Regions from separate parts of the Gossypium hirsutum genome. Here regions 2 and 3 are each linked to region 1. Evidence: chromatin contacts called from public Hi-C data. All regions are on one chromosome and are shown on one strand. The core of a region is the stretch at or near the end of the contact, and the rest is flanking DNA. Distances in the headings are between cores, read along the strand shown. Region 1 holds the start of LOC121207959. Region 2 holds the start of LOC107897547 (probable serine/threonine-protein kinase At1g54610). Region 3 holds the start of LOC107897548.

Region 1 (3,639 bases), core at 351-2,850:
GAAGTCCTTCATTTGACGCGCTGATTGAAGTCTGCCACCTTTTTTTTCAAAAGAATTTGTAATTTCGCTGAAATCACCCAGCACCACCCAAGGAACACTACAATCGTGACTTAGTTGTCGAAGCAAATTCCAAGACTCATTTCTACTCCTACTATCCGGATTCCCATAGAAACCTGTTAACCGCCAAACTTCACCACATTCATTATCATTGACCTCAACATCAATATGAAAAGAGGAAAAGCTCTTAAGCCTGACCAACGAATTACCTTTCCACCTCAAAGACAACCATCCTTTTGTTCCTATTACCCCAATCTCAATTCCATTCTCAAAACCACACTGCAACCTTACCATCTCCATTTTTTCTCACTTAATTTTGTTTCCATAAGAAACAAAATTCGGGGACTAATGGCTCTCAAATTGCTTTTAAGCTTTTTAACAGTTCGTGATCTCCCCAAACCACGAACATTTCAACTTAAAATTTTCATACTGCTCGGCTGCTCTGCTCACCAGAGCTAGCCGTTAATTCAAAGGGACCTCCTACATTATTACCACCTTTCACAGTTCTCTACCGTTTTTTTCCTTCCATCGCAGCTATTCGATCATTTTCCGCCACCAAGACTAGGTCCATAGGACCATTGACCAACCTACCCATATTTGAAATATCCTTGCCCTTATTTCGCCAATTACTCTGCTCATTAACGGGAAACTGTTGATTTAATCCCATTGGAATTAAATTGGGATTTGATACTTGATTCTTAAAATCTCCCCCAAAATTCCGCTTAGAATCTCTCGCAACATTAAAATTATTGCCTTGACTGAAACTTTCCATATTATCATCAAGACACTGTGACCCATCAGCTTCACGCAACCACCTGCTTACCACCGTACTCCGACGTCTCGGTACAGCACGCAGTGACAAATCCCAGTCAAAAATAATTTTTGATTGCTCGATTTTAAGACGAAAGGGACAAAAACTCTTACCATGCCCTAATTTTCCACAAATGAAGCAGAACAGACTTAACTTCTCGTACTTAAATTGAGCATAAGCAGTCATAATTTTCCCAAACTGAATCTTCTTCTTACGTTTCAATGGTGCAGTGACATCCAAACGAACACGAATTCGGATGTATTTTTGAAACCCCAAGGATGTATCATGATCAATGAATTTTCCCAAAAAATCCCCAAACTGTTTGGCCATAGTCTCAGTCATCAGACCTGAAGGTAATTCATGAACTTGAACCCAAAATTCAGTAAAAGTTAATGCCAGTGTTGTCGGATCTTCACCATTTTGAACTTTTTACAAAATAAGCAAATGTTTATTAAAAAACCATGGCGTACCAGAAACTACCCTTTGAACATCAACATCATTAAAAAATTGGAACATATAACGTTTGTCTCCTAAGTCCGTGATACAAATCCCTCCAATTGGATGCCAAAGATTCGCCATAGTATTTCGTAAAGAAGGAAAATGAACAATACTGTCTGTTAGACAGCGCCCCACCAAGCAAAACTGATAATTACGATCCACCACCGCTAGATCTTCTTGAAACGCCTCCTCCTCTTCATCCAACAAAGTCAAGTTGGCTAACTCCTCCTCCATGACAAAACTTCAAGTCAACCTCGTAACCAATGGAAGAAAAGAAGACAAAACTGGGGTATAGAATAAAGGACAAATCAGAAACAGTGAAAAACAAAAAAGAAAGCAAAAGAAAAAAACTCGTGTCAAAAAGCAGACAAAGAGATTCGTGCCAAAAGGCAAACCAACTCTAATTGCTTGTTTCCTCCCCTTTAAATAAACTGAGTTTAATAACAAAATAATAGACATGAAGTTATTTGAACATACTAAAGGGACATAATCCAGAAAGCAAAAATCTGCGGGGGACTGGAACTAAAATTGTTGTTAGTGTTGTATTGATGTCATTTTCTAGTTCTTTTTTTTCCATTTTCAGGGATGAAAACTTGTAGTAATGTCAATTGAAATGACACGTGTTTGTATATGTGGGTGAAAGAAAAAGGGATTGTATGCCACATGGGGGTAAATAAATGACACGGATCCAACACTATTTTAAAACAGCTCAACTAAAGGGAGCCCAAAAGAAGTATCAATCCACGTGTCAATTTATAAATCTCCATTCTTTTTTTTTTTTTTATAAACATTTGAATTCTTGAACACAATTAAAAAAATTTAAATGTCCAATTATTTTTCCGTTTAATTATACATAAAATAGCAAAATAAAGAGAAGGACAACAATAAAAGTGTTATGGATATGTTATTAAGTGGATGTCTATTAAGATCAAGATAAATTATACTTTTTATGTCTATAAATAGAGATTTTAGAGAAACTTTTGTAAATAATTCTGATTGATCAATAAAATACGTTTTGCTCTTTATTCTTGATTCTTTATTCTCTATCTTTTATTTTATAACAAAAAGAAAATTTTATTGAATAAATAGAATCGACAATATTAATTATGAGAATAGAAAATTTAAAATGGCGTAATTAAAATTTCCTTTTCTTGAAAAACTTAGTTATATATATTAAATTTGTACATAAATTATAAAATATAATTAACTAAATATATTGAAAATTTTAAAAATTAAATTAAACATGCATCAAATACATATTTTATATTCAAAATAAACCAAATTAGCAAATTCAGATGTTTGATATTATCAACAACAAAATCCAATATTTGAATCTAAAAATCATCAAAATGTGCAGCTGTTGAAAATTAAAGGCCAGGTAAGATAATATCCCATTTTTCTTCTTAAAATAAGTAAAAAAACAAAATGGAGAAGGGATATGATCTGAAAACAGGCAACGACATACATGTATAAAAGAAGTAAGAATGTCGTCTTGTGAAACAAACAATGCATTTATTCTGCAAGCCAATGAGGCTGCTGTCATCTGCCTTCCTGAGAAATAAAGGTTACATTTGAATATATATTTGGCATAATCATATTTTTTCGGATTATTTTAATTTTCTATTTTTAAAATTTAGTTAATTTATTTTTAAACAAGAAAATTAGATTAAATTCTTAAAAATTTAATCACGTTGATATGGTAATTTGAGCGATAATTCATACTTATTTCATTGCTGACATGGTTCTCTTGTTAAATTATTTAAGGATTGAGAAAATTTGACGAAACTCAAGTTTATATGTAGTAAATTATACGCCTCACCTAAATATAATTTTACATCAAACGAACCTACGCAATCCTTAGGCTCAGTTTGACAATGCTTTTGAGAAGTGCTGTGGAAAAGTGCTTTTGAGAAGTGTTTTTAAGAAGTACTTTTGAAAATTTTAAGTATTTGGTATTGCTGTCAAAAAGTGTTTTTGAGAAGTAAAATGTCTATTTTAAACATGATATTATAAAGTAACAAATATGTATTTAAATAATTTTTAAATAGTTAATATTATGATATTTTAGCAATAATATAAAAAATAATTTATTATCACTCATTGTTAATATTTTAATATATAATAATAATTTTAAATATTTCTAAGTAATTAATATTAATTATTTATTAAATTTAATTAGAATATATAAACTATATTTAAATATTTAAATATAATAATTCAATATTTATAATTAGATATTGACACAATTGTATTATTTTTAAAAATTATTTTTT
Region 2 (3,639 bases), core at 418-2,917, 620 kb before region 1:
GCTACTACACCCAAATCTAGAGCAAATTCAATTTGCTAATTAGCTTATGCCTCTATAAACTAAAGCTACAAAATTTGCACCTTAATGTGCTTTCCATATAGTAAAATAATAGCACATAAAGAATACATGCTTAACAAACTTTAGATTCAAAAGGTTAAACTACCTCGGTGCGACCAGGCATGATGGGCCTTCCAGCTAATAACTCAGCTAGAATGCAGCCAGCACTCCAGAGATCCACACCAACACCATAATCGGTGGCACCAAGAAGGAGCTCTGGAGGTCGATACCAAAGTGTAACCACCCTACTAGTCATTGGCTGCTTGTGATTAGGATCGAAAAATGAAGCTAAACCAAAATCCGCTATCTTAAGAACACCACCATTGTCAATAAGAAGATTCGACCCCTTAATATCACGATGCAATACATGTCGGTTGTGACAATGTTCGAGCCCCGATAACAACTGATGCATATAACATTTTACCTGTCCATATCAGCAGAAATCAAATCCATAACTTAATTCAAAACCAGCATAAGCAATAAAAACGAAAAAGTATTTATTTTACCTGAGACTCGGTGAACTTTATAGCCGGACTAGCAGCGAGTCCGGCCAAATCGTGCTCCATATACTCAAATACAAGATACAAACTACATGACATTCTCGAAGTCACCAATCCTTCTAATTTTACCACATTAGGATGATCCAATCGACGTAAAATCTTAATCTCCCTAGCCATGAACTTAACACTTTCCGGCTCCAAATTATCGAAACGAACTTTCTTTAATGCAACAACCTTCCCAGTCAAAGTATCCCTAGCTTTGTACACATTACTGTATGTTCCTTGACCAATCTAAACAATCAAATTCACAAAGCTACGTAAGTAATTACATAGGAGCAAAATACTACTAATAAATACATAAATGAGGCTATGAGAAGAAGTTAAGGCACCTTATCAATCTTCTCAAAAGAATCAGCACGGCGAGGAGTCCAGCCGCTGATGGCTTCACCGGCGACGTTCGACAGCCAAGATGGCCAGCCGGCGGCGACTTGTTCGCCGTGGACGTGCCTGGGTGGGTTACTCAGCCGTGGATTTGGCCGTGAAGACTTCCTTTTCGCTCTTGCTTTAGCTGCAAAGGCGGCGGCAGCAGCAGCTGCTTCTTCTTCCTCCGCCTTCTCCTCCTCCACCCTCTGGCTGTTACTTCCATCTCTAACAACCTCTTCACCCTTCTCCGACCTTTTGGAAACCCTACCAATTTCCTCTCTCTTCCTTTCTTCCCTCCCTACCGGTCTCCCTGAAACCTCTCTCCCAAACACACACCCCATAGTTCACTCATATCTCCTCTTCCTTCCCCTCACATTCCCACATTTTCTCACACTTTGTCTCCATCCGAACACAAAACCCTAAAAAAAGTTTTCTGAGAGATTAATTCAGAGAATGTAGTAATGAAATGTGTGTGACCCAACTTTCTTTATGACCCCCCCCCCCCAAAAAAAAAGCAAAGCTTGCAATGATTTTTTTTAAAAAAAATTAAGACTTAAGTCCCACAAATTGTGGCACAGTCAACAAATTTCAGCTATAAAAAGCTGATAACAGTAAAATTCAACTACCCTTTTTTTTTCCTCTTTTTAGATTTGAAGAATTTCAAGAAATTTAAGATTTTTTTTAAATAAAGATTTTTTGGATCTGTTTCTACTTTCTGCTTTCCAGTGTTTATTTTTTTAATTAATTGTTTATTTATTTTGCACTGGTATTGTTTCTTAGACTCTCTTTCAGAAAGATTAAAATTTTGTTTTTTGGGGGATTTAATTAACTGCGGGAGATTCGGTGTTATGAGGAAGTGTAACCAATTATAATTTGCCACGTTGAGAGGGAATGATTGTGATTTTATCATGCGGGGTCTGGTTGTGACGTGTAAGAACATGATTGGATAAGGTGGTGGTAGAGATGTAGTGGGTTCCACAAGACAGTGGTGTCTCTTTGATTTTGTTCCTCTTTCAGGTGGAGTACTTGGCCCCGTGCTTAACAGGGGAGCAACCGTGAGCCACTCAAAATCTGCCACTTGGATTATAAAGAAAAATTTTGAATAGAAAAGAGTATATTCCCTTTTTTTAATTTAGTTTTTTCATTAAATGTGATCATGTAAATATGGCTTAAATACAAATTTAACTCTCTGCTTTTTTGACAAAAGTAGTACTAAATTATTAATCTCGCCTCTTTTTACCTCAAAACACTATATCTATTAATAAGAATGCAACATTTGACATATTCTTATTAGACGTCATACACGTTTTAAGGACAATGAAACGAAATTAATAGTCTATATATCACTTTTGATAAATAAAAAAAACTTTTGATACTTAATTGAGAAAATTAATATAATTTTGAGGTCAATTTCATAGTTAAACCTATAAATATTACATTAATGCAAAATTATAATTCTGTAGAATAATGAATATGTGCTTAAATTGGATTAATGGACCCACCTAATGAATTTAACAAACTTAAAAGGAAAATAATTTTGTTCAATTCTTAAAGAAAATTTTTAAATGATAATAAAGAGTGTGAGTTATTATCATATCTATTTATGGATGAAGTTAAATTCAATTGCTTTCTATAATTTTATATAAAAGTTTACTTTTTTTTAATAAAAATAAAAGATTAAAATTGAAATTTATTTAAAATTAAATTAAATTAATTTTATTAATTACCTAATATTTTGGATCTGACCTAATTGAACTTATACTTAAAAACCTTAAATAAAACTCAATCTAAATTTAGTTGAATCTACCTTACCAAGCAAGTATATGATACTTCAACAAATATATCTATAACATTATTCTTAAATCATAGTATACTTTTTTTTATATATCATATTAGACATTAATGTATGCAAATGAGAAAAATAATGTCCATCACATTATCCAAATTTATTTATTCATTTTTTAAGACAATGATTTTCTAGTATTTTTTTTGTTAAAATCTTAATATTATTAGAGCTATATTGAACCGACTGAATCAAAAATTGATGGTCTAACTAATTGAACTGATGATATGTAATTGAAAATAATCATACATTTTTTGAACCGATAAAAGATAAAAAATTGAGCATTTAAAAAATTAAAGTTTTTAATTATATTTCCGTTGACTTTTTTTATCTTTGTTTTGTTTGTGAATATATATTTTTTAATTCTTCTTATTTCTAGCATTTGCTAATACTTTTTTGAATTAATTTTAATTTTTAAAGTGATTGAATTGTTCAATTGAACCGCAAATTGAAAATTAAATTGACTCCTTGTTTTATTCTATTCTTACGACATTAACCTTAAATTTATCTGTCCTAACAAATAATATTAACGTAAATGCATGCAAAATAAAAGTAATCAACCAATAGCTAAAAAATTTAATTTCATCAACAGAGATTGCAAAAAAAAAAAAGCACCAAGAAATCATGAAAAAATAGGTAAATTTCGTAAAGGAGAAGAGATGTGATGCATAATATTTGAAAGAGCAAAAGATTTATAGAAATCGTTCTTAACTAAAGAAAGATGCAGCCAAAACCCAATCAATGTTTCCCAACAACATTTTGTTGTCTCTATGATTTATTATAAAAGATTTATATTGTTTACAATTCGCTCATGCC
Region 3 (3,639 bases), core at 497-2,996, 520 kb before region 1:
TAAAAATAGGGTCAACTGCCAATTTAACCTTTTTTTTAGCTTAGTTCAATAAGTTCATTTTAGTTTGCGATTTAACTAGTTTTTTACCTCTCACTGGATCAATACCCAGCCGGTTCATAGTCTAATAGGTCCAGTTTAGATAACATTAAATTTTGTAATTCTTTATATTCTTAAAATATTTTAATTTGTTTTTTTCACTTTGAATTGTAAACCATTTTTATTTTTCATTTTTATATATTTTTAAAAATATAATTTTTAAAATTTTATGTTGTTTAAAATATGAATTTTTTTATTTTTAAAAAAATACTTTTAAAGGGTATGAACCAAACTGATAAAAATTATCAATGTTGGGGGCTAAAAATGTTTAAAAATTTTAATAAGCGGTTAACCTATGAACCAATACATATGGGTTTAATCATGATAAAAATTCAATTGAACTAACAATCAAACCGATTTTTATAATTTTTTTAATATTATAATATTTTAGATTCTTTAATAATATTTGCTAAATAATCTGTCGTTTTGGAAACCCATTAGTTAGATCAATTCGAAATCAGTTCAATTGCAGTTTCAACCAATTTTTTAGCACAATTCAACCAATTTGTACCATTCGTAGGTCAACCATTAGTTCAATCCGATTTAGATAACATTGAATTTTAGAATTTTTTATATCTTAAAATCAATTTTATTTTTATTTTTTTGAATTTTAAAGCTTTTTTTATTTTTTCATAATTGTTTATTATTTTAAAAATTATAATTTTTTATTTAAAAAACTACAAGTTTCTAAAATTTTATATTTTTATTTAAAATATGAAAAAATTAATTTTTAAAATTTTCATGTACTTAATGACCAAATTGATAGAAGACTATAAATATTGATAGCTAAAAAACCTATTTTATCTTTGATATAGAGATTTAGGGCCTTTTTAGTAGTGCTTAAAAAAACACTTCTAGCTCAAAAAACACTTTTAGAAAAAAAAACTGTACTAAATAACTTGCTTTTGGCTGAAATTTTTAGTTTTCAAACATGCTTTTGAAAAACACATCTGAAAAGGATAAACTAAAATTTTTAGCTTTTTTCCTTCCAAAAGTATTTTTGGTGTTTAATTACTTTTCTACTTCTGTAATAACATAGTACTTTCTTTTTTTTGTGTTTAATTACAAATGTGCTAAAATAATTAATTTAAAATAAAAAAATATTTTTTAAAATACTAATTACAAATATTTCATGGTTATATTTAAATATTTAAAATATAGTTTATATATTCTAATTAAATTTTATAAATAATTAATATTTATTACTTAAAAATATTTAAAATTTATATTTCATATGTTAAAATATTAACAAGTTATAATAATTTTTTATATTCATACTAAAATATAATAACAATAACTAATTTAAATATTATTTAATTACATATTTATTACTTGATAATAAAATATTTAAAATAAATATTTTATTTCTTAAAAATACTTTTTAATAACGATGTTAAAATTTTAAATTTTAAATTAAACTTTTCAAGAGTACTATTTAAATTAACTTTCAAGGTATAAATATTAAAATATTAAAATAAATTTTAAAATCGAAAAGAGTAAACAGAAAAATCCTCCAATCAGATTCTGACATACTACCAAGTAACAATCCAACATGCCACGCGTTATAAAATCATTGGTGGTTACCAAGAACGAAAATCCTCTTTCTTTAAGTATTTGCCTGAAAGGACCAATAAAATGATAAAAAATTGACAGGCAGAGTAAGACAGACAGTCTATGTTCAAAAAAGAACAGAATAGAAAGACACAGTCCCTTTTCTTTTAATTTCATTTTTTTTAAGTAAATGGGAACCATTTCTTGCGTCAGTAATTTCATATTTCTGTCGAAAAACTCAATTTCTCCCTCATCTCAACCCTTTTTCAAGAAACCAATCCCAATTTTCCAAAGTTTCAACTTCTCTTCTTCTTCTCTTCAAGTCTCAGCTTCCTCCACCTCTGGTCTATTTGATATTCCCTTTTGCTTTCTTTTTACATATTGCGGTGACTTTTCTTTTATTTAATCTGGGATTTTCGTTTTTCTTTTTTTGTTTGAATGTGGCAGGGAAAGCAATGGTGGGAGAGAATGATCTGCTAATAGTGGGACCAGGTGTTCTTGGTCGCTTGGTGGCTGAAAAATGGAGGGAGGTAAAACCAAACCAACTGTTTGATTGCCTAAACATCATCATTCATTTTAGTTTCAGAGGTTGAAATTTGAAGGGTTTTCTTGAATAATGATAACAATTAGCTAATTGATAGGGTTTAGCTCTTTTTTACAATGTCTATTTCTAGCAATGGTGCCAAGTGAACTAAAACTCAATCGGTAGGGTCTAGCCATTTAGTCATATGTGTGAATTACATGATTTGTGGAAGCAGGAACATCCAGGATGTCAAATTTACGGGCAGACTGTGACGACGGACCACCACAATGAATTAATCTTGCTGGGGATTAATCCATTTTTTAAGGAGACTAAAACAGATCAGAAGTTCCCCTATGTGATTTTTTGTGCTCCTCCTTCAAAAACCCCAGATTATGCTGGTGATATTAGGTAACTTTTTAAAGATTTTCATGGTGAATTGTCACTCACTAGTCACTAGCCATGTTGGTGTTGTATGGTAGTAGTCATATAGGAGCTAGGAGGAACTTCGGCAAAACTTACTTTGATCTGGAATTTTACCTTTTTTTTGTTTGTGGCAAAATCTTGATTGGTTATTTAGTCTCTACGAACTGAGTTGGTGTTATCGATTTGGCTTTGAGTCTATCAGATTGGCTGCTTTAAGCTGGAATGGTGAAGGTTCGTTTGTATTCACATCGAGCTCTGCACCGTATGATTGCAATGACAATGGACCTTGTGATGAGGTATTTGCATCTAACATAAAACATTGTTTGCTTATAACACTTTATTATTGTTCTTCCAAATTTTCATGATATTGGGATGCATTAATATCCATTACCACCATCTGTTTTCTTGTCAGGACACACCAACTGTGCCGATTGGGAGAAGCCCTAGAACAGATACCCTTCTCAAGGCTGAAAAAGTGGTGCTGGAATTTGACGGTTGTGTCGTTAGGTTGGCTGGACTATATATATCCTTTTTCTTGGACTTAAATTACCAAAGAGAGGTGTTTATATGTTTCATAGACTTGTGGATGTCACCGATATTGCTTTCATGATAACCTTAACATTTTATACAAAATGGATAGAGGTGCACATTTCTATTGGTTGCATAAGGGGACCGTTGATGCTCGTCCTGATCACATCTTGAATCTTATACACTATGAGGTGAAAATTCATTTACATCTCTATTTGTTTTTCGTTTGTAGAGACAATTTCTCTTTCGAGATTTGCAGAATTCATTTTGGTAATTGGAATGTTGATTTCGATTTGTATACTTGGTGTCACAGGATGCAGCTTCCCTCTCAGTCACTATTCTGAAGAAGAAACTTCGGGGTCGGATTTTCTTGGGTTGTGACAATCATCCTTTGTCTAGGTTGTCTTCTTTTACAATAGCACATATGACAACTTGTGTCAATATATTTCTTGCAATGCTATTTATGATCGAAATTGTTTATTTTGCCGACTTCTCAAGTTGGTAACACTCTGTTACTT

Evidence for each region. A called contact is a pair of places that touch in the nucleus more often than the background predicts.
Region 2: a Hi-C map of leaf shows a contact between it and region 1, with 1.9 times the contacts expected there. The contact joins the promoter of LOC107897547 here to the promoter of LOC121207959 in region 1. A contact is called at or near these places in 2 of 34 Hi-C or Micro-C datasets (both in leaf).
Region 3: a contact with region 1 is called in a Hi-C map of leaf, with 3 times the contacts expected there. The contact joins the promoter of LOC107897548 here to the promoter of LOC121207959 in region 1. A contact is called at or near these places in 2 of 34 Hi-C or Micro-C datasets (both in leaf).

Annotation. Positions count from the first base shown.
Region 1 is chrA10:21,589,644-21,593,282 of Gossypium_hirsutum_v2.1, reverse strand. It overlaps LOC121207959, which reads right to left and starts at 1,600. Exons shown (of 2, transcript XM_041078505.1): 1 at 1,339-1,600; 2 at 566-1,293. The coding sequence starts at 1,600. The coding sequence ends at 566.
Region 2 is chrA10:22,211,798-22,215,436 of Gossypium_hirsutum_v2.1, reverse strand. It overlaps LOC107897547 (probable serine/threonine-protein kinase At1g54610), which reads right to left and starts at 1,667. Exons shown (of 7, transcript XM_016823034.2): 1 at 947-1,667; 2 at 564-848; 3 at 164-481. The coding sequence starts at 1,321.
Region 3 is chrA10:22,106,384-22,110,022 of Gossypium_hirsutum_v2.1, reverse strand. LOC107897548 reads left to right here and starts at 1,746. Exons shown (of 9, transcript XM_016823035.2): 1 at 1,746-1,991; 2 at 2,095-2,177; 3 at 2,406-2,578; 4 at 2,796-2,889; 5 at 3,006-3,116; 6 at 3,223-3,312; 7 at 3,435-3,520. The coding sequence starts at 1,838.